Linked DNA regions of Mus musculus: region 1 is linked to region 2. The links are chromatin contacts, called in public Hi-C maps. All regions are on one chromosome and are shown on one strand. The core of a region is the stretch at or near the end of the contact, and the rest is flanking DNA. Distances in the headings are between cores, read along the strand shown.

Region 1 (2,700 bases), core at 41-2,540, 7.0 Mb before region 2:
CTGAGGAAGATTTGTGTTACGAGCTTCATCTTCTGACACATTTCAAAAGGTCACTTTGTGGTAGAAAAAGAGGTGTTTGTAACCTCTGAGCCATTTGGAAGGTTAGTGAGAGCTGGATTGGGACCTGGGACTGGCCTAAACTTAAATTTTACTTTGGGAACACCGACTAAACTAAGCTTTCTGGGGCAGTAGCCAAGTTGCCAAGGAAAAACTTATTACTCTGCCCTCTCTTAGCAAAGTGACTGCTCCTGGTACCACCAAGATGGGCACCTCATTGCTTGGTAGCAGCTGTTTGGGTCCTTTTGTTCTCAATACTGAGGAGAAGGAGGGAATTCCAGGCTTTACAATTTTTGACATGATTTCTGTATCAACCGAAGTCATAATATCCCCCCCCCGCCCCGCCCACACACAATGAGCGTCCTTCCTGGTCAAAACTGTTGTCTGTACCTTCTAGTACTTTCCACAAGTTCTATGACAAATTGTATGCCCCTTTGACAGAGCCACCATAGGCCAGGAAGGGACCAGGCATATTTAGGAGCACTATGTGATCTCTCACATTTCTCTTTAACCTCCAAGGCCTTTAAAGAACCTGGGAATTAAGGAACGAAGTGTTTTTAAAAATAATTTAAAATTAGTTGAAGGTCGTATTTAGCCTGGCTTCCCCATACATCCATTAATCTATCAGTCTGAAGCCCTCCAACATCCGAATTGCTCCTCTACTCATCCATCCCTCCGAATGAAGCGCTCCCCTAGCTACCTGAAGTACTCATAGATTATCAAGTGAAGCACCCCGCAAATGATTCCCCCAAAAACTGGCTGCAAATGAAGCCCTTTAAGAGTTTGTGCATCTTCCATGTTCTCCAAAGGCCAGAGCTGGGGAGAAGGCACAGACAGCGCTCACTTGGGGCAGCCAATACTTCAGTCAGCAGGTGCCACAGCAACCTAAAGCGTCCTTGCCCTTCCAGCCTCCGCATAGGATGCCATTGCGCATCCCCTGCGCAGCTGAGCGGACAGGCGCCTGAGCGGTTTTGATTTCCAGCAGAAGAGCTAGGGACTAGAGAGGCCCCAGGATTTAGGAAGATCTGGGTGAGAGACTAGGTACGGCGGTTGAACCGCTTCCTTCCGCTCCGCCTCTCGAGGGCCACACCCCTGCACTCTGATTGGTCAGAGTCTTTCAGTTTCGCTCTCCTTTGACCTGGATTTCAAGTCATGCGCTAGCTGCCGGTTGGCCCGACTTCCCAGAAGCCGGAGTGCGGTCTACCCAATGAGGAGCGAGTTTCGCGAGGGCTGTCGGGAAAGGCAGCTAGCCTATATAAGCAGACTGCGGGGCGTTCCCCCGCGCTCGGGTTGCCTTGCTGGTGTTGGGGGGATAGTGTGTGTTCGCTCGTTGATAACCGCGAGTCTGGAACGATGGCGGAGGGGGATAACCGCAGCAGCAACCTGCTGGTGAGTTGCGGTGGTCAGTCTGTCCCCGGAGTTTCCGGATGGGCCTCCTGGCCTCGGTGGACTACCAGGGACAGCCAGGCCTTATCTCCACGGTGGAGGTCGCTGCTGGCGATCCCCAACGTCCCCCGGAATCCTGCACCATAAGGCTTGGGCCGTGCGTGAGGAAGTGTGAGAAGGGGGCTGTGGCAAGAAGGAACCTGGGTAACAGGTTGGGGCACTCGGCCGCCAGGGGCCTTGTCTAGCGCTCCGGCTCAGGCCGGAGACCTACCTGTTTTGCCCTTTGATCTTAATCTCATGTTCCGTAGATTATTTTTAATCATGATTCTTTTTCTCCTAAAACTTGGCGCAAGGGTGGAGGGTCAAAGGGCTGCTACAGAGAATTAGTTTATCGCTGACACAGAATTTGTTGGAGCTGGCTGGTTGGAGTTCACCGCAGGAAGCTGAAAACGGGTTCTGCGGAAAGGACAGTGGGGGATCCTGGCACTTGTCTGGGAACTGGCGAGGGACTCACGGGACTGGATGCAACTTTAAAAATGATTTAGCACGGATTTGACGGAGCTACACGAGATGATGGTATTAGAAGAGGGCGCGTTTGCTTCATTACAGGTCTTTGTTTTTGGTTAGGTCTTTGTTTTTGGTTTTTAAGGCTAGGTTTTCGTGTAGCTTGACGAGGCTAGCCTTGTATTTGTCATCCTCCTGTGCTGGGATTACAGTTGCGCATCACCAGGCCCTGCTAGTTTCAAATTTTTAACTGCATCACCCACCTAGGCAAGAACGAAAGATCTTTTTTTTTTTTTTTCTGTATTGTCATTCCCCAGAAAAGGCAGGCCATATCAGAAATGAAAAAAGCAATCAGCTTTTAATGCCTGCCTTTTTAACTGCTAAGTGCCGACAAGATTCTTCGGGACAGTTTTGATTAGTGCAAGATTTTCAGTTTGTATTTGTGTTTAGAGGTGCATTCCCTGTATCCTTAAATTCCCTACACACACACACACACACACACACACACACACAGTACCATACAATAGAGATGCTTACCCTGTACCCTTAAACTCCTCCTACACAATACCAGCAAACAATTCAATAAGAGGATTAATTGCTGTACAAGGAAACTATCATGGGAGAGGGCCTGATCACTACTATTTCCATCATTTTAAGGAGAGCAAGTCCATTAGTCTTGGATTTCCTGGATTTAAATATATTAACCCCTTTATGTCTCAGTCGCCTTATCTTAAAGTAGAGGTTGTGAGAATA
Region 2 (2,700 bases), core at 77-2,576:
AAAACTAAAATATCACAGTATATATTTCTACTAGTTATAAAGCCATACAAGTTATATATACAAAGCAAAATCTCTTATATTGAAAAAAATTGCCCCTCTCCTAAAAAATGCTTTTCTTTTTTACACTTAACCCCCAAATAAAAATGGTTTTTACAGTTTTTAGTTTAAGTGAAAGTTTATTTAATAGCATTAATTCTAAGGCAAAGACCTAAGTTTACTAGAATTATAAACCTTCAAAGCCACACTTTTCAGCAGACTTAAATACTAAGGAAAGTACAATTGTCTGCTGAAAATTCTATTTAAGAACTAGGGCTTTCAACACCAAGACATGCCAAATTACGTTTGGGTCTTTGAAAACCCAGCTCTTGGGAATGAATTCCAAGCCATGACTGTTGAAAACACACGTGCTTTAGTTTAGTAACCCATCTTATTGAAAAAAAAAAATGCATGCTTAACAGAGATGGGACATTTCTCGTTTACATACCTTCATTTTTGGAAAGCTAAAATGTTGCATACTGTGGCATACATACATAACCCATCTTTTAAAATACCACCTGGAAGTATAGTTTGAAATGCTTCATTTTCCTATATAGCCCTTAAATAAAATGAAAGCACTGCGCTGCCCGTCTTTAATGTTTGTTAAAAATGAAGGAAAAACTTTAAAAAATGACTTTGCAATTTCCAAATGCCCGCGCTCTGCAAACACTTCTCAAGCCAGCCTAGTATACTGTCTGGGTCAAGCTCGGTGACAGCAGGCCGAGCATTTGAGTTAAAGCTGCCTCTAGCCTGGGATACAAAGCCCTTCCTTTGATCCTTTTCTCGTTACTCTGCAGATGGAGGACCAACAAACAGAACGCATTCCTATCGATGGGCACACGTCCCTCTCTTCAGCAAAGCTCCCAGACGCTAAACCGAGGCCAGGCCGCAAGGCCACGCCGAGCCCTCAGGACGCCAGGCCCGGGCGGGTCAGGGAGGAGAGGCGAGGAAAAGGTTCTTCTATGCAAGCATGAGGCTGGGACTCCGGAACAAAGCGCCGGCCCAGGAAGACCAGGCGGCCCGGCGGCGCACACTCACTGGGCTCCCGGCGCTACGCAAGAGTCCCGCAGCGCGCCGGCCCGCCGCCCTTACGCCACTGGCTTGGCCCCAGAGCCTTCGCGAATATGGCTTTGCGCACTGCGGCGAGGCTGCGCCGCAACCGAGCTTGCCCGCTGGCTCCTCCCCGCCGCCCTGCGCGGATTGGTAGCGGACGGAAGCCCGGCTGCTGATTGGATAGCGAAGGAGCCACTCGGGGAGGCTCTAGTGGGTCGGCCGCCTCAGAGTGATAAGTTGGGCTTCAGACACGCCTCAGCGCCAGCAGCGAGCCGGAGCTCTATGGAGGTGGCGGCGGGTACCAGGTGGCGGCTGCAGCAGCTACTCCTCTGAGCTGAGACTTTCAAGCCGGCCGCGTCTCCTTCCTCCCCCTTCCCTCCCCCTTTTTTGTTTTCCGTTCCCCTTCCCCCTCCCTTCCCCGTCCCCGACGACCGGATCCAGAGGAGGCAGCTGCGGTGGCAGCTGCTGAGTTCTCGGTGAAGGTGAGTGGAGTCGCCGCCGAGCGGAGCCCTCTAAGATGGCCGCCGCCCCTGGCCGCTTCTTGTCGAGTGGAACAAAATGGCGGCCGCAGGCGGAGCCGGGCGGGGCGGCCTTTCCTCTGCCTTTGGGCTACTTAGAAATCTATGGCCTCCGCGCTCCTTCCTGTGTCGACCGAAGAGCTAGGCTGACGTGCGGTCGAGTGGCGGGCGCAGCCGGGATCCTGACGTGGGATCCGGGAACAGCGTGCGAGCGTGGCAGGCCTCGCGCCTCGGCGGGAGGGACGCGGCCCGCGGCAGGGCCCGGCCGTTGGCGCGGGACCAGCGAGGCGGACGAGTCCGGAGCCCGGCCTCCCGGCGGGGAGGAGGTGTGTGGCCCTACTGCGGGATGTCCCACTCGGGCGACGCCAAGAGCGAGTCTCGGTCCCTTTGTGGGCCTTGGCAGCCGAGGCGCTGTCAGCCGGGGGATTTATGGTGGAGGCGGCGGGTGGGCAGGAGGCCGCCTTCCTGCGGGAGAACAAAGGGCCGGCCCGGAGGGGGCGCCTCCCGCCCAGGCCTGGGCCCTCGCTAGACGCCGCTCGGAAGCTGAGCCAGCCTGGGCCTGGGGGAGGAACTCGCTGCTCTTTTGTTCGCGCGGAGTGGGGCGGAGGTGCCTGCTGCCATGTTGTGTTGTGGCCCCGGCCTTCCGGCGGCTTTCCACACGCGCCCTGTGTAAAAGGAAGGGCTTATAAAGACGAGCGGAGGAAAAGCTGCCCAACACCGGGTAGTGAGGCTCTGGCCGGCCTGTCACCACCCCGGCCACCCATTTTAGTACCGCAGACATATCCCTTGTAGCACCGCCGGTCTTGATAGCATTTCTGTTTAATTTTAAAGGCCCCATAATACGGCTGCTTCCTAGGCAGCATCCAGATTTTTTTTCATTTTATTTTTCTCACAAAAGCTGTTCTTTGCATCCTTGAATACTAAGAGAATCCACGGGGCTAAACAGGTTTTATTGTGTATTTGTGGGTTTTGACTTCGTTCTATTTTAGTCTTCTGAGGGCTGCAATGCAGTGAAAGTTCAACCAGCTGCAGTGCTGGGAGCGGAAATAAATTATATTTGAAAGTTTATAGCTCAGTATGGCAGTACCTAATT

The links. A called contact is a pair of places that touch in the nucleus more often than the background predicts.
Region 1: a contact with region 2 is called in a Hi-C map of CD8 T cells, with 4 times the contacts expected there. The contact joins the promoter of Arl6ip1 here to the promoter of Eif4g2 in region 2. A contact is called at or near these places in 7 of 39 promoter capture datasets (cranial neural crest, frontonasal cranial neural crest, liver and 3 more) and 2 of 484 Hi-C or Micro-C datasets (CD4 T cells and CD8 T cells).

What each region holds. Positions count from the first base shown.
Region 1 is chr7:118,128,215-118,130,914 of GRCm38.p6, reverse strand. It overlaps Arl6ip1 (ADP-ribosylation factor-like 6 interacting protein 1), which reads left to right and starts at 1,290. Exons shown (of 6, transcript NM_019419.2): 1 at 1,290-1,446. The coding sequence starts at 1,411.
Region 2 is chr7:111,081,656-111,084,355 of GRCm38.p6, reverse strand. It overlaps Eif4g2 (eukaryotic translation initiation factor 4, gamma 2), which reads left to right and starts at 1,326. Exons shown (of 22, transcript NM_013507.3): 1 at 1,326-1,571.